Linked DNA regions of Zea mays: regions 1, 3, 4, 5 and 6 are each linked to region 2. A link is a contact called in public Hi-C data. All regions are on one chromosome and are shown on one strand. The core of a region is the stretch at or near the end of the contact, and the rest is flanking DNA. Distances in the headings are between cores, read along the strand shown.

Region 1 (3,148 bases), core at 513-3,012, 490 kb after region 2:
AAAAAACAGGGTTGTGCCGCACCTAAGACCCAGACATGACATAGTGATCGGGCTAGGCCTCCACAAACCCGGTTGACAATGGATCGGGCCATGCTCATGACAGACCAAAATAGTGTCGTGCCACGGGCCACTGGGCAGGCCCGTCATGTTTGCCACGGGCCACTAGACTCTATTAGCGCCATAAATTGGACGATTCTGGTTCATCGGGTGCTAGGAATGTGATCAAGATCTTGACTGTGGTGGCTAGGGTTATGGGAAGCGAAACGTGTTGGCTTCTATGTCGCCCATGCCATGTTGATATAACATTGGTGATCAGGGACTATAACCAAGGATAGGGCCATGCTCTCGATCAAGACACAGATTAAGGGTCCGTTTGGTTTCCTTGCAACCGCCACCTGGAACGATTCCTAACTGGATTGCTTGTGTAATTTATATAAAGTTTAATCCGCTAGAACTATTTCTAGGTGGAATCTTGGACAAACGAACAAAGCCTAAATATCATTGTTATCCTAAACGACCGTTTAGACCGTTTACACGCCGTTTAAATGCTACTCAGTAGCTAACCGTTTAGGTCGTTTAATCCCGTACAATCCGTTTTTAGTCCGTTTAAATGCCCATGTAGTCCGTTTAAACGGTAAACAAAGGATGACCGACTGTTTACCGTTTAGCGTTTAGAATCACACTGCTAAATAGGATAAACTCAGAATCAATCATCTTGACCGAATAAGAGAACACTTCCAACAAGGACGGGGCGAAAGGTGGCCAAATAGAGCCAAAACATTAACCCTAGAGACAGGGTGCACAGGCACCATGGTAGATCCAGATTTTATTAGTAAATTAGTTAATATTTACTGTATACTATAAAATATTTATATATTATTTTGGTGGTGCGTCATCTTAATTTGGTTGCTAGCTTTGACCCTGCCTAAAAGGCAGATAGGAGAGGTCATTAAGGACTGTTCAACTGTTGACCATGGCCAACTCCACATGGGTGGCAATTTTGGACGTACCTCATGAAGTTAGCTTTCAGTGACACAACGGTCTTGCCGAGGACAGGTCAACACATAAACGTGAAGAGGAGAGCCCTGCGGGGACTGGCAAGGAGGTTAGCAAGGCGATCATTCGCTATGCTAGCAAGGAAAGGTCCACCATCGAGAATGTCAAAGCTTAAAGCCCTCCTATCACTGTGTTCTAGTGACGTGGAGATGACAATACAAACTTGCTGGTGGAGAGTACTTGTCATCATAGTACAATGCAAGTGCTGCAAGGCAGGAAAGTAAACGGTGCCATGGCACCGGCGGCACACACGGCTTCCTGAAACCGACTTGAGAGACTCGCGGCGCGCTAGAAGAAACGGGGACACGGCAAGCAAGGCAGAGTGAGAACACATACAGTGCTAGAATTTGACTATGGTGGCTTCAACTTTGGATTAGACTTGGGACGGCTTTCGATCTGACGGCCGATCATCGTTTGGGTGTCTCCAATCACAACCACCACGACGGACCAAGCAACGCATCGTTCGGGTGCTCGCGCTGGGCTGGGCTCCATCTTTGTCCTTTCCTGCCTGTGGCTGTGTGCTTGCGATTGCGACAATGCCACCGAGACCGACCGGACCGACTAACCGAGACCGCGGCGGACTGCATTGCAGGTCGCCGACGCCGCAGCTGTTGATCTATAATCCGCCACCTCAAACAACAGAAAAAGCAAAAATTCCCCCTCTCGTGGTTAGCAACCGCCGCGCTGGAATCTGTCGCGCACTTTCCCCGCTTTCCTCCGCCCTGCTCTCACGTGTTCATCGTTGGTTCTCACTCCCCTTCTCGCCCCCTTCAACACTCCGCGCTTCTGCGCGTCATTGCCAGCGGAGGCGCGTCGCTATCGCCTGGGAACAATAAGAGTTTGCGCGTCTCGCGACTGATCGGTGGCGACTGCCACTCGGCGGCGACTTGGACTCGACTTCCGGGCAACAGGGCGAGGAGTCGGCCGGCCAGTCCACTGGGTTCAAATCGGCCTCGGCACCGCGGCGCCCCCCCGCGAGTTCTTGCTGGATTCGCTCGGAGCACGGCGCGGGCTTGTCGGCACGGCGCCATGCAGCAGCAGCAGCAAGGTAACGCCGAGTCCCACAACGCCTCGCTCCAAAGTTGCAACCTTCTGTTGCTTTTGAGCGTTCCCCGAGTGCGATTTCCGGCAAAAGAACCCATGTGAGGGGTCGAGGAAGAAGGGGGACTGCGCCGCCAGGCTGCCTGAAAGTGATCGACAAATGCAACTGGTTAACCATTGATTTTGTTTCTCTGCTATGCTACTTGTACGAAATGCTACTGCTCCCTCACTATATATGTCTTTTGATTTAATAACAAGTTTGTTAGTACTTCTTGATCGAAGAAACGAAGTTACTAGGCTGCGAGAACATTAAAAAAATGTTCTTTTCCGTCTCTGTCTTCTTTATTTCTATCTGAGTGAAACCACCCGCCACCCGGAGTGGTTACGGGTACGGTTGTATACCAATTGGTCATATTTGGAAATTGATTGATGTACCAAATTGAATGGTGGTTAACCATCCACGTGACACTCTATTTAATTGTGAACTCTGAGTCGCGATGTGTTCGGCGTGTTGTAGCTTGCCATCTCTTGTTAACAAATACGGCTGCCTACGGTTTTACTGTACAGGCTTAGACATAGGCAAGCTACAAGAGGTAGTGAAGACCCGCTGGCTAAAGCCTCAAGAAGTTCTCAAGATACTGCAGAATCATGAGCTGTTCACGATTTCGCATAAGCCCCCTCAGAAGCCACAGAGTAATAAATGCATCCTTTGGTTTTGGACCGTAAATACATGATCAAAGCTTTGGCTGATTTAGTCCTGACTGTGATTAAATGAGCCAATCCGAAACCTGCAGGTGGTTCTTGGTTTCTTTTCAACCGTAGAGTACTCCGGTACTTCCGAAATGATGGATTTGAATGGCAAAAGAAGAGAAATGGGAAGACCATTAATGAAGCCCATGAGCGCCTTAAGGTCTGTTCATTTACCCTTTTGGTGGACTGCTGTGCTGTGTTCATGTCTTGGTTAAAGATCTCTCCAGAAGTTAATAGATATGAATGCTGCTCAGAATATGCTTGGGAGTAATCACCTTGATAAGACAATAAGCCATTGAGA
Region 2 (3,291 bases), core at 39-2,538:
GAACCAAACAGTACGGCATCGCATCACTACTACGACTAGAGCTAATCAAGACTTGGGAACTTGGACCTCACGTAGTTCCATAGCTGCATCGGCGGCAGCGGAGATAAAAATAATAATAATCCTCGTCAGGGGAATAAAACTATGCTCTTAATTACAGTCCTCTCCCTGCTGAGCAAATTGAAAAGAAAGGCGTAGATACAATACACTTTGCTTCGCTAGAGGGACCACGTCGTCAACCCAACACAAAGGAGCTAGGTAGAGAGAAGTCGACCATGCACACAGCACATTCTTCACACCAAGGTGCTTTAAGAATATATGTTACTTTTTTTTCGGTCGAGGCTGTAAACAAAGCCGTCCGCTAGCTGCTCACAACTAGGAGTATATGATATCGGTTTGTTTCTGTTCCATGAAAGCCAATTCGCCGGTTCCGCTTATTTTATGTAAGCGCGGAACCTGTATTGTACTCTTATCGCTACAAAAGGTGAAAAAATATATATGGATGTTCAGTACATGTCGAGGCGAATCTCGGAAATACTATCGTATTCGCGATGCGTGGTACCAATGCTTCTCGCACTCTTGACGCCGTTTTTAACAATTCTATTATATGCTTCAATCTATACCGACTTCTACTGTATTTATAGTGTCTTGTCTTTGTGGATTGTAGCTGTAACGGTCCAAACAGATAGCTTTAGTCTGATCAAGGAAGAAAATGAAAAACACATGCTAAAATGTTTAAACCTTAGAATCTACTAAGGGTAGCACAGCAAAGGAAGGAGAAGTGCTAGGAAAGAAAGGCTCTACGGACTACGTAGATTGTCTATCATATCAAGCTCTACGTGAGTGTGACAGTGACAAAAGGGAAAGAAAAATACATGCTCAGATGTTCAGACCTCAGGACCCAAGAATAGCACAGCAAAAAAAAAAAAAAAGAAGGAGGAGACGCCCTAGAAAAGAAAGGCTCTATCTACCGTGGATGTGGGCATATAAGCTCATGCATCTCATGACACGCGCTTTTGGGAGTGCATGGAGCAATATTGGATGATGCCGTGGTGCGCTCTGGCTGTGGTCTGTGAAACATGACCATGTCAGCTGGGACGAGGCAGCATGGCACAGTAGCACACAGCAGCGGCAGCGGCAGCACAGCACAGAACACAAAAACGCAGTAGGGAAAAGAAAGAAGAAGACAGGAGAAAAAGCTGCTCCTCCTGCCCCTGCGCCTGCCTAACCTCCCCTCTCCTCCCTTTTTTCCATTGCTCCTCCATGTAAATCCAGCTCTTTCCCAACTTTTGTACTTTTCCCCCCCCTGCCCTCCACCTCCACTCCACCCCCGCTACAAAAGGTGAGAGGGAGGAGGAGCCTCTGCACTTAAGTTTTATTAGTCCTTCTCATCAGCCATCAGAGCCCCTCTATCTCCGGGTTTCTGTTAACGAGTATTGTATTTTAATTAGGAGGGAGTGGTTCAGCTGGTGCGCGCAGTGGTAGCTCTCCTCATCTTTGCCGCCTTGCCCATTTGCTGGCGCAGTGACTGAGCTTCCTTGCAACCCCACTTGAGAAGAAACCAATCCTCAAGCGCAAGGAGGCAAGGCAAAGCCTACTCATAGGGGCTGCCGAGCTGAAGGAGCAAACCGGAGGAAAAGGCAGTAGTAGCTAGCTAGCAGCAACCACCAAAGAAGGGAGAATCCTCCACCTTGCTCTTGGTGGATGTTCTTCACTGCATTGCCTTCAGCCACTCCGTCCTCCGCTTGCTTCTTGTTCGAGAGTGGTACCTGCTGCTGCTTCTTCTTCTTCCCTTTTTATCTCTGAAATCTTTTGCCACACATCCATCTGCTTGCTGCTGTGTGTCTGTCTGTCTGTCTGATTCCTTATTTCCTTCTCCTTCTCCCTCTCCCACCTACCCTCCCCAACCACACATCACACCCACACACTGTATGTTTACTGCCATTGGTAAGAAAATAAAGAAGGGGGGAGTCGAGTGAGCAGTGGGAGGTGCCCCCAGCTCGCCTCTCGGGTCTCGGCAATTATTGCCACCTTTGGAGTTTGGAGTCCTCCAATAGGAGTCTCCTCCGTCGTCGTCCTGTTCCTGTGCTGTCTGCAACCACTGGCACTGCCCCGCCCCCTTCCCTCCTCTTCCTTGCCTTCCCTCGCCTCGTCCGCCTTTTTCTCGGAGGAGAGGAGGTGCTTGCTTCCATCCATCCATCCGTGTCCTCCGCTCGCTTTAAAGCTTAACCCACCGCTCTGCCCGGCGGGCGGCCGAGCACCCAAGAACCCAGCCCCTTGTCTCGTCCCTTCCTTTCTTGCCGCTCCCGCCCGCTGCTCTTGGATTCTTTAATTGCATGCTGTTGCTGTTGCTGCCGCCGCCGCCGCCGCCGCTGTGATCTCTCTCTCTCTTTCCCGTCCTCCAAAGCTTTTTGGTTGCCATCAACTTTGCTTTTGCTCTCTGGGCGAGCAGTACACAGCTGTTGTTCCGTCTCCAACGGCCTGCGCACGCAGCAGCAGCCAGCAGAGCAGAAAGGCCTCCCAAAATCCACCATTTCGGAGCCGGCCGCCACCAGCGACGGAGGTGCCTGCCTGCTTGGGTTGAGTCCCGAGGAGAGAGCTGCTACTCCCTGTGCAAGGATCCCGACAACAGGCAGGCACGTACACGCGCGTCGGCCTGGGGACGGGCTGTCGCCATGGACTGGGACGCCAAGATGCTTCCTGCCTGGGACCTCGGCACGGTGGTCGGGCCCAGCAGCAGCGGGGGCGGCGCGCTGGACCTGAAGCTGGGCGCGCCGACGAGCTCGAGGGCGGTGCTCACGGCCGCCGCCGGTGCCGCGCCCGCGCTGCCGTCAGCGAACCCTCCTCCGCCCCCGCCTCCGCCGTCGTCGTCCGCGCCGGCGAAGCGGCCGCGCCCGGGGCTCGCGCGGCAGGCGGTGCCCGCGTGCTCCGTGCAGGGCTGCGACGCCGACCTGTCCCGGTGCCGCGACTACCACCGCCGCCACAAGGTCTGCGAGGCGCACTCCAAGACGCCCGTCGTCACCGTCGCCGGCCAGCAGCAGCGCTTCTGCCAGCAGTGCAGCAGGTACGCGTATCTCTGCCCTGCCGTGCTCGTGCGTGCCCTCCGCCCGCCCGGCGCCCGCCCGCCCCATGCATCTTGTTCTTTGGACTTTGGATTCCATTCCCTTGCCGTCCCCCCACGACCCCGAGCTCCCATGATTCTCTTTTGGTTCTTTTCGCTCAATAATTTAACCACTCGTCGTACGACGAGCTCTCTTGTACATGCAACAGCTCGCCGCCCATGGATGGCGTGGC
Region 3 (3,142 bases), core at 36-2,535, 480 kb before region 2:
ATGTGTGCCTTGCCTGGTGCCCAATTTAAGCTGACACCATTATTTGCAGCAATCAAGGAAGAAGAAGGACAATGACTTCTGGTACGATGTTTGTGGATGGGTGATCCTTGGCGCCGGCATTGTTGCTTGGGTTGGATTGGCAAGAGCAAGCATGCCTCCCCCGACGCCACCAGCCAGGTGAGAACTGATCGAGTGCCAAGAACGCTTTGCAAATGATGGCATGCCTATATTAAGGTGTCCCAGAACCTTCTAGGTGCTAGTGTTGTATGGAGAGGAGAGAGGTGTTTCCATACGGTTTGCTCAAATTTTCATGCTTGTTCTTTTCGAGCCTCATGTGCTGCTGGATAGTTTTGTACTTTGCTTACCTTGATACCGTTTTGAGGCAAAAAACATACAGTGTTGCGACTTTTTGCGTTCTCTATGAATACTGAATGTTCTCAAATGGTGCCATACATAAAGTGGACATGCTGTTCAACACCGCAAATAAATGTATGCTTTGTTTTTTTTTACGACAGCATGTAGAACTCTGGTGTTCTCAAATTTTGCTTTGTGTAATTAGCTGTAGAATTAGGTTCAACTTTATTCTAAGGATCTTTATCCTCCCGTCGTCATCGAGCCCGTTTGGTTCAACTTTGTTCTAAGTATCTTTTCTGATAATCTGTTTGTGAAAAGAATTTGAGTATTTTCTAGGTCCGGAGGAAAATAAAAGTGTTTATAAGGTTTATGATGTAGGTGACGGTTTTCTAGTATTGTAACGACTAGACCGATTCAGTGTTTACGTTGATGTTAGATGGTTTTGACAAAAGTGACTTTTATAGAAACAATCTAAAAAACTGAGCATTTGGGAGTCTACGGACTACGGTACATAGCTTCTCCGCTTCTCGTGAAGCTGAAAGCAGGGCCATCATCTCCCCGTACCCGTCGCGTACCCTACCAACGTCGTACACCTAAAACCCCGTCCGGGCCGGCCGCAGGTGGGCATTCCTGGAAGATCACGAAAAGGTGGCCTTGGCCCATGGTGGCGTGTCACGCGACGCGCTCGAGCGCGGGCTGATGATGCGTTGGTTGGTGCAGTAACTGCAGGGCCAGTCGGTCTCCTAGGACCTAACTCATGTTCGCTCATGATGGACGGACGCCGACGCGTGCAGGTGCAATGCAACCCGGGTCACGAACGACACCTTCCTCGGTACGAAGCACGATTTTCTGTCTGGCATATACACGGTACGGGCAAATGTTGTGTGGGCTAGAATCAGCAGCACGACCCATTACATAGCTAGCAGGGCTGCTGCTCGTGCTCGGGCGGCCCAATCAACAAACAATAGTTGGCTCGGTGGTGGCCTAGACCGCTAGGAGCCCACCAAAATACCACACCCTTTCGTCTGTTAAACACAAAACACCCCCTCCCCCGGCTCCGGCGGTGCAAATACCCTGCTTCCTAGTTCATAGTGTCGCGTCCTCTCGTTTCCACGTAGAGACGACGATGTGGGTCTCGGACTGGTCGAGTAGACCATGTCAAGATCGATGACCAGACGCCGCGTGCTCTGCCTGTGTTTCAACCAGGCAACCCGTGTCGTGTGCACATCTATATACTACTGGGCCTCGATGTCCTAGCTCGCTCTGACCCGGCACGCCCTCTCCTGTCCATGGCTGATGCACGGACAAGCGCGACTTCAAGGCTGGAGCCGTGTCGCGGCTCGGGGCGTACAGTAAGAGCGTGGTCGCGCGTAGGGGTGGGCACGGCTACGGAGTACGGACACGGATGATGCATGAATAGAAGAAAGCCAAATCAAGCCAAAGCGATGCTTCCTTCCTCCTCACGCCTGCTATGCTATGCTATGCTAGCTTTGCACGCGGGCGCGGCACGTTGACCCGATCGTAGGAGCAGGTTGCTGGCAGCAGCAACAGTGCCGGGGCGCCCGGCCGACCGGACGGACCATCACCGTGCACGCATGCATGGGCGCGCCATGGGTTGTTGCATCGGATCCAATCGGATTAGCACATGCCCCTCCTCGTCCTCGCTCATGCATGCATATCACCACTCCCCGTGTGGCCGATCCATGCATGCATGCATGGCATATAGTATATGAGTGCGTTGCAAGCAGCGTCCGATCCAGAGTGGTACCGTACACGTGGTAGTGATGAATAGCAGTGACCGATCGATCAGTCGTCCATCTCCTCCCGCTCCCCCTGTTGGCTGTCTGCTGCTGGCCCCTCAACTCACCTCACGTGATCGACTACGTGAGTGAGTGACGATCAAGCAAGGAAGGACCATGCATGGCGTTCCTTATCATCAGCAAACCATATTGATTGCGGCTTTTGGTCAACAAACACGTACTACGTTCCGCAGCAACAATAATATCCCCTACTTAATGAGGTGCACGTTCGTTCCCAGGAAAAACCAAAAAAAGATATATATATATATATATATATATATATATATATATATATATATATATATATATATATATATATGTGTATATATATATATATATATATATATATATATATATATATATATATATATATATATATAAAGACATACAGAGAAGCTATATACACGACGGTGTTGTGTAAACTCATCTGCACTAGCGTTTTTTAAATGCCAGTGCTAGAGGACAATAGAAAAAATTTGTATTTTAAAATTTGACAAATTTAGATGCAATTTTTTAGAGTCAAAATGATTTCACATAAAAAAAAGTTGGTAACTATAAAGTTTCTTAACTCTTAGAGATCTTTAACTTTTATGTTTGTGGTTTTTTCATACGAGGCCATTTTAAAAAACTAAAAAAATCAGGATGGACTGAACTGTTTGTTAACGGCACGGGATAGATAAACTCTTGCGTGACTATAATGCATGCATGCAAGAGGCCAAGAGGGGGAGTCCCAACTCCCAGCCAGCCGAGCCCCGACCCCGAGGGGCCAAGGTTGGTTCCTTGAGGCTTGAGCTGGACGTAAAAGGCTGCCTACCTTTTGCATGCAACATCGTCCAACGCTAGTAGAGAGAGAGAGTACGTACAGAGTTCTCCACGACTCCACGCTGCGCTGCTAGTACGTTGTTACCGCGGGGTTCCCTTTTTCCCGTTGGCTCTACTGTATGTGTCGTCTGTGTGGGAGCCTCAGCACAGTGAGAGAGAGAGAGAGA
Region 4 (3,116 bases), core at 605-3,104, 410 kb after region 2:
GCTGGACACAGTAAACGTGCATACGAACCATGTCTCACAAAATGTTCTGTTTGTATATCCTGAAGCTTGAAAGGAACACCGTTCATCAGAATGGAACTCGTCAGTCATCTCAGAAAAAAAAAGAGATTATTGCTCACTATGAATCATTTTTTACGAAATTGGTAAATGCAGCTATGTATTCCTCGCATGTTAGTCTGAAGTTCTCTATTATGATGAAATGCAGATGTTGGCAAAAGAAAACAATGGTGGTGCCGGTGCAAGTACAAGCAGCCAGATGTTGCTTTACTCGGCAGAGCGTGCAACCGACAAATGAAACGGGGCGTGCATCTGTTGCTAACGGGGCGGTGCCGGTGCCGCATACTATTGTTGTGTAGCTGAGGTTTGTCAAGGTGGCTGCTGGCAAGGTTAGCCGAGGAAGTGGAGTTCAATAACAGGATGCGGAAACTGTGCCGCTCCTTGCCGAACTTAAGCCCCGTTACGTTGTCGCACAAAGTTTATTTCCTAGCACTGTGCTTGCTGCTTATGTTTGTTTGGATGTGCCAACCTGCAGTGACCCTCGTGGAGCCTGGGTCTCACGCTCCTCTTACCTAGTGTGATGTGCAGAAAAAGTGTGATGCTGTAAAATTATGTGATTGCCTAGCAGATGTCAAATTTTCAATCAGTAGCTAACTCCTTTTAATGGTACAGGCTTGCATGATTTCATCTGCAAAAAAGAGAGGGCGGGTTGGGTGTCAAATCTAGCCGGATGTTTTCGCAAGTTTGTGATAAAAATTGTGCTGTACACTTGTGTTTATGCAGTTGCCCTAGGCGTCAGTGGGCTGAAAGGTAATATCTGTGAATTATATACTGTGTGCTGAAAGCAGTTGTCATAATAATGATACGAAAACAAAATCTTATGTCGTTAACCTATATAATTTTTTTTAAAAAAAATTGCCGATCAAATCGAAATATTTGATATAATAAAACATAATACTACTAGATGGAGGAAAGTTAGACTGACCGAGTATGGAGGAAGTATCTAAGGGGGTGTTTGGTTTCTAGGGACTAATGTTTAGTCCCTTCATTTTGTTCCATTTTAGTATATAAATTGACAAATATAGAAACTACAATAGAGTTTTAGTTTCTATATTTGATAATTTTGTAACTAAAGTGGAATAAAATGTAGGGACTAAAAATTAGTCCCTACAAACCAAACACCCTTTAAGAATGCGTGGCGGAAGTAACAGAAGAATGAAGGAGCGACGACCTAGCCATCCATCCGCCGCCGGCGACGGCGTACCTGGTCGAACTGGCGTGGTCGAGACGGAGAGAGGACCCCAAGCCGCCCGCTCTCGTAGCATTTGCATTGCACGCGAGCTGAGGCATTGTCTCCCGGCGGCCGGCGCCAGGTGTTCGGCCTTCTGGTGCACGGCCACCAGCGCTCGCCGCCCGGCAGCGGTATATATACTGCCCGGCGGCGTCCCCGGCCCCTCACCTCAGGGAAGCGGCGCGGCGCGGTGGTCAGTCCCGTGTCCCGTCCCGCGGGCGACACATCACCACCGCCATGCGTCTAAACAGTCGTGTCGACGCGGGATTGCGCGGGTCGGCCGCCCGACGGGTGGCGTGGGCCGCGTCGACACGGTTGGATTTCGATCGGAGGCCCGGAGCTGCTCTCTCTGCAGTCTGCTATGGTCCCCACATCCGCATCGCACGCCTCGCGGCATTATCCAGCCCCAGCCGTCAGCCACTCAGCCGCCTCTCGTCGACACGAATGCGCAAAGCAAACACCACGCGGGCCAGGCCAGGCGCGCACGCACGGGACGGGGGCATCCGAACACCACCACCCAGCACCCACCAGCTCGGCGAAAAAAAAGAAGGAAAATTTTAGATACCCTGCCGCACGCCGCGACCTTCGGCCCCGTCTCCGGTCTCCGCCTTCCCCCACCTATTGGGGAGCGCTCCTGATTCGCGGGAGCCAGCGGGCGAGACAAAGAGAATCCCCCGCTCCTGCGCCGCCGCGGATCAGCGCCGTCGCCGATCGGAGGCTCTCGCTTCCCCCGGCGGGCGGCGCGCGCCGGGAGATGGACGGCGGCGCGGGCGCGGGCGCCGGCCGGAGGAACGTCTCATCGTCCTCCGGATCCAGGAGGAGGGTCCTGCCCGCCGAGAACGGGCACGGCCATGACGCCCCGCCGCCCTCCAGGCGGTCCTCCGTCTCCCTCTCCCGCGGCCACTCCACGTACGTGATCCGCCGCACCCGCCTTGCTCTGCCCTTGTTATGCGTAGCGTAGACCGTGCTCCGTACCTACCGTCTCTGTGGCATGGACGCATGGTGTCTTCGGATCAAGGCTTCAAGCGTCGCGTCGCGTGTCAACCTGGAGTAGCTTCCGTGTGCCTCGCTTTGTTTGTAGCTGGGAGCTTCCATAGCCTAGATTTGACACCTCCCCCGGTTTGTGGAATCGATGGATGTTACGCACTTTTTAGTCTAACAATACCAAGTACGGGCCGTTTTTCAGTTACAACAGACAAGTGCTGAATCCCATTCAACTCTTACAACCATGCCGTACCACATACGCATGACTCCGGCTGTGGAATTTCGCGTGTAACGTAAACCACACACGTTTCACTAACACAAGCAAGATTGCAACACGACATTGATTGCTGTCAAGCCATGATTATATTGCCATGCCTGCTCTATCAAATGGACAAGACCAAAATCTTCACAGCTGAAAAAAAACGTACCTCGTGTGATTCTTTCCAGGTCACTGACCGGCGAGAGGACCGTGAAAAGGCTGAGGCTGTCCAAGGCGCTGACGATACCGGATCACACAACCGTGCACGAGGCTTGTCGGAGGATGGCGTCACGCAGGGTTGACGCCGTGCTGCTGACTGACTCCAACGCTTTGCTCTGTGGGATCCTCACCGACAAGGTGAGGGGATGTTCCTTCGCTTTTTTTTTCGTGTCAGTGCCGCCTTAGATGTTCCCATTTCTCACTGTATGCTGTATTTTGGGAACGCTGGTCAGGACATAACCACAAGGGTGATTGCTCGTGAGTTGAAGATGGAAGAGACACCGGTCTCCAAGGTCATGACCCGAAACCCTGTATTTGTTCTCGCGGACACGCTTGCAGTCGAGGCGT
Region 5 (2,907 bases), core at 188-2,687, 280 kb before region 2:
GGCCGCGGCGGGTTCCTGGGCCGGGGCCGCCTTCTTCTTGCCGCCCACCTGCTTCTGCTCGGCGGCGGTTTGCTGCAGCTTGTTGCGCCTCAGCTTCCACACGGCGCTGGGCCGCCCCACGCGGATGCCGCCGGGCCCTGCTGCGTTGTTGTTATTACGGCCCTGTCCGGGCACCCACCTCCTCAACATGGACGTGGCGCTGGATGTGCCGGCGGCGGTCAGTGGCGCCGCCTGAACCTGGGTGGCCGCGTCGGCGTCTTCTTCTCCGGCTGCTGCTTCTGGCGCTGCAGTTGCAGTGGCGGTGGGGATGGTCGGCACAGGCCCGGAGGACTCCCCGCGGGAGTTGCTACGGGAGCACGGCGCGCTGCTCACCTTGCGCGGGACCGGCGCCGGGGCCGGCGGCGCGCTCGGGGCGGTGGCATTGGCGGTGGTGTTGGCGTTAACGCTGGCGCCGCCGCTGGCGGCGACGGCGGCGTTGGGGTTGGGGTTTGGGTTTGGATTCGGATTGGGCTTGGCCCTACTCAAGGTGCCGGCACCTGCTCCGGCGGAGCGGCTCCTGGAGAAAGGCCATATGTTGATGTTAATCAGCTCGGCGTTCCCGCTGACGCTGCTCACGCGCCGTTCCACCTTCTTGCGCTCCTTGCCCTCGGCGCCGGCGCCGGCGCCCGCCTTGAAGATGTCCTTCCACTTGAACGTGACCGCGGGGAGGTCCGGCGTCGGCGCGATGGCGGACTCCGCGAGCGGCTGCGCGGCCTCCCCTTCCACCTGCGCCTGCGCGTCAGGCAGCGGGAGCGCCGCGGCGTCCGCGTCCGCGTCCGCGTCGGCTTGAGGCTGAGGCGCGCCGTCGCCGTCCGGAGCGCCTGGCGCCTGGAGGGTGTGGAGCGGGAGCACGACGCCGCCGGAGAAGAGCTCGTCGGCGGTGAGCAGCGCCGGGGACGGGTTCCTGCCCACCATCCAGAACTCGAACTCCGGCGACGCGGCGTGGGACGGCGAGGACCTCCCGGACTCGCACTCCGGCGGCGGCGGCAGAGGAGGAGGAGGTAGCGCCCCCACGGCGTCCGCCATTGCCGCTGGCAGCGGCTTGTCCCTGCTCCGGCGTCGGCTCGGATCTGGGAGCCACTCGAGGCGGCGGCGGCGGCGGCTGCAAAGGGAGATGGACTACAGAGTCATGCTGCTGTGACTGTGAGGTGTGAGCGGAGCTTGGCGAGCCGCGGGAGGTGTGGACAGCGCGACCTGACGCGTTATTTATCAATCACATCAACTCATGAAGGTCTGGTGGTGGGGGCGTGGGAGAGGTGAGTGATGGTGGTGTGGCAGCAGTGGCAGCCGTTCAGGCTCGGCTCGGCTGCCGCTGCCGCTGCCACGATTTCCGCCTCGCCTGACGCGAAAACGCAGCGTTGCATATGCGCTCTGAAATCTTTGTCTGGTGACGCTCTTTATTCGCCCGTTTCTGGGGACGGCCGCCCCCACCGTCACGTTTACTTGCTTGCCTAGTTGCCTTGCCGCTCTCTCTCACTCACACACAGTGAGTGACACACAGCGCGAAGAGAGTGAGGTCAAGGCGTTGGACGAGTGAGTGCCGTTAAGCAACAGGTCTGCTCACACCCACATCCGGAGCTTAGAGCAAACCACAGGACAGACAGGCCGTAGGCACCACCACATGTCCGTACTGAACGCACTGTTGCGGTACCCAGGCGTGAACCGAACCCACGCCGCTGCTGCCTGCACCGATCCCAGATGGCTAGAGAACCTGCCCAGCCCAGCCATGTCGCAGTGGAAACGATGAGCTCGCACGGACACAAAACAGAGCAAAGCAAGCAGTCGCGTTATCAGGTGGTTGGGTTCGTTGATGCCGACCGGGCCGCCACGTCAGTTTCGGTGGCGCGGAACAGTGCCCCAGCCGCAAGCAGCTACAGCGATGCCCCCCCGTCGGCATGCGCTTGTCACTCGCACACTCCACGTCCACGGATATACAACGGTGGTTGCAGGCGTTGTGTTGTGTCACGTCCGATCCCAATAATATTACGGCGCGTACGTACGTACGCCGTGCCGGTGGGCTCGGGGGGACCACGCATAACGTGCAGGTCGTTGCGTCGGTTGCAGGTATGCGGGTGCGTGCTGTGCTGCATGCGCTTGCTGAAACGAAACGAAACGAAACGCGACGGGGGGATTCGGTCGGCGGGAAGCAACAGGGAAGCCGTAGGCCGAACCGGACACGGGTGGTTTGTGCAGGGAGCCAGGGAGGGGAGGGAGGTGGACATGCCACGATGATGCGCTTGCACCGGAAAGGAGGGGGAGGAAGCGGCCGCCGGTCGGATCACGTGGTTCGTGGTGCCCCCATGCAGCTTGCTAGCCTGAAGCCAGCCGGATTAACCAACCACCGATCGATCAATCATGCATGTTCTGCTCCTCCGGCCTAGGTATATACTCGAAGAGAGTAGTAGCTGAAAGGCGCCTGCCTCGGATGCCCAGCACAACTGTCTGGCAATGCAACCAATGCGTGGGGGGACGGAATGGCCAATGGCGCTTAACTGGAGTAGTACCCGCAACGCAACCGCTGCTGTAGCACACGCCCTTTCGCTCGTGGATCCTTGTCCCCCCTCCATATATATCTCTGCACGGCACAGCAGTGCCACAGACTGTATCACCCGCTCACCAAGGTATGTATGGTTTCACGGTGCAGCTGCAGCTGCCGCAGCCGCTCGCTGTGGAAGCTGGGTGCTACAGCCGCCCGCGCTGCGCCCCATCGACCCTGACTGACGACGCCGAGATCGTGTCTGTCGGACCACAAAACGCAAAGAAGGGTCCTGCACCTCTCACATGCATGCAGGCCGGGCGCGTTCTGAGTTCTGACCAAGTCGTGAACAGCCGCATCGCAATCGGATCGCCGTCTGAAAAGATTCTCGG
Region 6 (3,044 bases), core at 63-2,562, 420 kb before region 2:
GGTTCGCCGCGTGGGGCTCCGCCTCGGGGAGGCTCCACCCGAAGTCGGACAGGAGGGGGCACCCCCCGCCGCCGCCGACGACGCCGGCGGCCGCGGCGAAGGGCAGCGCGGCGACGGCGTGGCGCGAGGCGGCCGCGGAGAGCGCGAGCGTGAGCTCGCGGGCGTTCGCCGCGACCAGCAGGCGCCGGCCCTCGGCGGGGTCCCGCCGCACGCCGTAGCCGTCCTGGAGGCAGTGCCCGAGCTCGCGGAGCGCGTCGACGTGGCCCAGCGAGGCCGCGCGCGCGCACAGGGCAGCCCCCGCGCGCAGGTCGCGGTCCGACTTGGCCCCGCCGCTGCCGTTGAACTGGATGACCGCCAGCGAGTAGAGCGCCGCCGCGTGCCCGCCGACGGCCGCCCTCGCCAGCAGCGCCGCGCCGCCGCTGCGGCTGCCCAGGCAGTAGAAGCGGATCTGCAGAAGCGAGCGTCCCAGGTCAGCGCCCATATCCACCATGACCATGCCATGCGCGCTTGAGTCGAGAGGAAGCAACGGAATCGACCCGATCAAGTCTACTTGCAACTCGTTAGGGTTTGGGTCGCGTGGCGTACCATGCCCAGGTTGTAGCAGGCCTCGAGGTTGCCGGCGTCGGCGCAGCGCTTGAGGAACCTCTGCGCCGGCTCGGACCACGCCGCCGCCTTGACCGCCAGCGACGCCGGCGAGGCCTTGGCGAACACCATGTCATGGCTGCCGAGCTCGTTCAGCCTCTTGCACCTGCAAACGCGAAAGACGTCAGCGCACGATCCTTGGCCTCTCCCTCCAGCTTATGTTTCCGAAAACAGCACAACTGCCGTCGCTCCCCCCCACGCATTTCGATTACTCCATAGCGCGAGGGAGACGGTGCGCTCGCCGTGCGAGGAAACACGAGGAGTTGATGACAAAACGCAAAGGATGCTCGGGCAGGCAGGCAGACGTACGTGAGGTGGACCGAGAGCAGGTCGGACGGCGCCGAGGAGGCGGCGGCGAGCTTGGACAGGATGGAGAGGACAAGGTCATCGGGAAGCGCGTCCAGGTAGTCCGGCTCGCCGGCAGGCCGCTTCCTGCGCCCGCCGCAGTCGCACTCTCCGGCGACGGCCGACGGCGACCTCTTCCTCTTCTGACCCACCAAGGCAACCACCTCGCCGCCGTTGGAATACCGGGACCCGCTCCTCGTCCTCATCTCTCTGTACCTCCGCAGGAGTCGTCGCTGCCGGGGGGAAAGCGGGACGGGGCGAGCGGTGGGAGAAAAAAGGTTAAACGACCGCGCGCGCGGGCGGGCGAGACGACAGGGAGAAGTGCGGAGCGGTGTGCTTGTGTGCTAGAAGGGCGAGCAAGGCAGAGGGCTTTTATATAGGAAAGGAGCTAGGAGGCGAAGGAGGAGCGTCTCCGCCGTACCGTGGGCCGTGGAGGGGTCCAGGCTGTCATTGGAGGTAGCTAGCTTCAGTTTTTACTGCTTTCAATGCCCTTCCAAATGTGCCAGTAGTATTCGCAGGGGCGGAGCTGACCGCATGAGTGCTGCGAATGCGCGCCCACGCAGACTGCTCACCTCTTCAATGAAAAGCATCAATGCTCGCCAGTAGTACCAGTGCTTTATTTACCGCCTGCTTTTTCTGAGGGAAAAGCCTGGGAAAAACAAGGACACTGCAATGGGGGGGAGTTTCCTCTCCTTTTTCATACTTGCGTTTGCCGTTTGGGTAGTATTAATAAATTACTTACTTAAATATGTGATTATTATATTGGTTTTGCTTATCTAACAAGATTTGGAACTGTTTAACTCCTTACAGACAAGAAGGATTAATAGAGTTTTGTGTTTTTTTGGATTAATAGAGTTTTATTTTTATTTATTTTGGTTTGTTTTATTTGAGACGTCCGGGGATAGTACAGTCAGAATGTGGTATTAATACACCCGTACTGAGTACTACACCTTGTAGTCATGTTTTCTTTAACAACCATGGAGTCCTGTTGTTTGCTTTTATTTTCATACTATATGACTTGCGGATTAAAACTTACAGTACTACAACGAAATTTCTCTGCCCTCGTTTCAGTTTCTCATTGCAATGTAACGGTGGCTTTTGCAAGCTGGAAAAGTATGTATAAAGAACTTTTAATATGTTAACACAAAAAGATTGTAACAATCCAACCATTAACCCCCTCCTTAGCCCGTAGTATATCGCAAAATTGTATGTGAACAAACTGCCAATCTGAAACGGCTAGAATTTTTTTGTCGACTTGCTCATGAAGGGGTTGCTTATACCGTAGTTATTATAACAGCGCTTCGGTATAGGTAGAAAGGCTGCTTACGGGATGCGTCAGTGTCCCTATGCTGGGTAATGTTGGGATTCCTTCGCTGCGGATATCGAGGTTAGAGCCCTGCTCGGGCGAGGCAGAAGTCTTTCCGAGGCGATGGTCGATCCTTCCCTGACGTGTATCATAGTTGGCGGGGTGGCCGCCTGCGGGATTCGCGGTGGAGCAGGTAACCGAGGCTGAGCTCGGGACGAGGCGGAGACAGCACCCGAGGACGAGATCAGCATCGGGCGAGACAGATATTACGCCCAAGGGCGAACCCAGCGTCGGGCGAGGCGGATATTTGCGCCCGAGGGCTGGTCTACTATCTCTGTCGTTATCAGATGTCCCATCAGGGTATGGCAGATGGCGTGTGTGTACAGTGACACGACTGTAATCATGCTATTGCGCCTAGACGCGTCTGTTGTCTTGTTACCACTGTGCTCATGTACATCGACTTAGGGTAGGTGTGCGCATTAAATGCGAGTGTCCCCCGCTGCCTTCGGGTGTGCCTTGTCCTCTCTGCTTGATACTGGCTCAGACGAGATGGACGGAGCGATGGTAGGACAAGGTAGCTTCGAGCATAAGCTGTGATAGGCTCGGGCGAGACGGAGATTTGCCTCAGGCGTAAAACCCTCAGGGAGAGGTCTCGGATGAGGAGGTGACGTGGCCTCTTACCTTCGGGGTTTACATCTTAACCTTTCCTGAGCGTGTTTTTAGAGGTGTAATTCGGATACCCCTGATTATC

What was found. Hi-C and Micro-C count contacts between places; a contact is called where the count stands out from the background.
Region 1: a Hi-C map of bundle sheath shows a contact between it and region 2, with 2.9 times the contacts expected there. The contact joins the promoter of LOC100384320 here to the promoter of LOC103650833 in region 2. A contact is called at or near these places in 5 of 25 Hi-C or Micro-C datasets (bundle sheath, ear, leaf and 1 more).
Region 3: a contact with region 2 is called in a Hi-C map of bundle sheath, with 2.1 times the contacts expected there. The contact joins the enhancer-like site here to the promoter of LOC103650833 in region 2. A contact is called at or near these places in 5 of 25 Hi-C or Micro-C datasets (bundle sheath, ear, leaf and 2 more).
Region 4: a contact with region 2 is called in a Hi-C map of tassel, with 7 times the contacts expected there. The contact joins the promoter of LOC100279329 here to the promoter of LOC103650833 in region 2. A contact is called at or near these places in 6 of 25 Hi-C or Micro-C datasets (bundle sheath, ear, leaf mesophyll and 2 more) and 1 of 3 datasets of contacts at active chromatin or transcription factors (leaf).
Region 5: a Hi-C map of endosperm shows a contact between it and region 2, with 2.2 times the contacts expected there. The contact joins the promoter of LOC100278652 here to the promoter of LOC103650833 in region 2. A contact is called at or near these places in 8 of 25 Hi-C or Micro-C datasets (bundle sheath, ear, endosperm and 4 more).
Region 6: a Hi-C map of endosperm shows a contact between it and region 2, with 3 times the contacts expected there. The contact joins the promoter of LOC100273107 here to the promoter of LOC103650833 in region 2. A contact is called at or near these places in 8 of 25 Hi-C or Micro-C datasets (bundle sheath, ear, endosperm and 3 more).

What each region holds. Positions count from the first base shown.
Region 1 is chr3:161,093,336-161,096,483 of Zm-B73-REFERENCE-NAM-5.0, reverse strand. It overlaps LOC100384320 (Calmodulin-binding transcription activator 4), which reads left to right and starts at 1,762. Exons shown (of 11, transcript NM_001365702.1): 1 at 1,762-2,104; 2 at 2,665-2,790; 3 at 2,892-3,007. The coding sequence starts at 2,086.
Region 2 is chr3:161,581,915-161,585,205 of Zm-B73-REFERENCE-NAM-5.0, reverse strand. It overlaps LOC103650833 (squamosa promoter-binding-like protein 2), which reads left to right and starts at 1,288. Exons shown (of 3, transcript XM_008676419.2): 1 at 1,288-3,061. The coding sequence starts at 2,673.
Region 3 is chr3:162,057,949-162,061,090 of Zm-B73-REFERENCE-NAM-5.0, reverse strand. LOC100281827 (Mitochondrial import receptor subunit TOM20-4) reads left to right here. Exons shown (of 6, transcript NM_001368107.1): 6 at 50-405. The coding sequence ends at 181. Among protein-coding and RNA genes, the nearest start is that of LOC100281827, 6.5 kb to the left of the region's middle. Within about 2 kb of position 1,285, at least 19 of the 20 cell types and tissues checked have an H3K27ac peak or open chromatin away from gene starts, as enhancers often do. A contact at or near this core is called in bundle sheath, ear, leaf and 2 more, where this site is marked.
Region 4 is chr3:161,169,714-161,172,829 of Zm-B73-REFERENCE-NAM-5.0, reverse strand. It overlaps LOC100279329, which reads left to right and starts at 1,854. Exons shown (of 14, transcript NR_176412.1): 1 at 1,854-2,215; 2 at 2,738-2,906; 3 at 3,002-3,116. LOC100272251 reads left to right here. Exons shown (of 5, transcript NM_001146746.1): 5 at 224-841. The coding sequence ends at 313.
Region 5 is chr3:161,860,019-161,862,925 of Zm-B73-REFERENCE-NAM-5.0, reverse strand. It overlaps LOC100278652, which reads right to left and starts at 1,437. Exons shown (of 1, transcript NM_001372465.1): 1 at 1-1,437. The coding sequence starts at 1,065.
Region 6 is chr3:162,001,910-162,004,953 of Zm-B73-REFERENCE-NAM-5.0, reverse strand. It overlaps LOC100273107, which reads right to left and starts at 1,312. Exons shown (of 3, transcript NM_001360214.1): 1 at 952-1,312; 2 at 586-748; 3 at 1-448. The coding sequence starts at 1,193.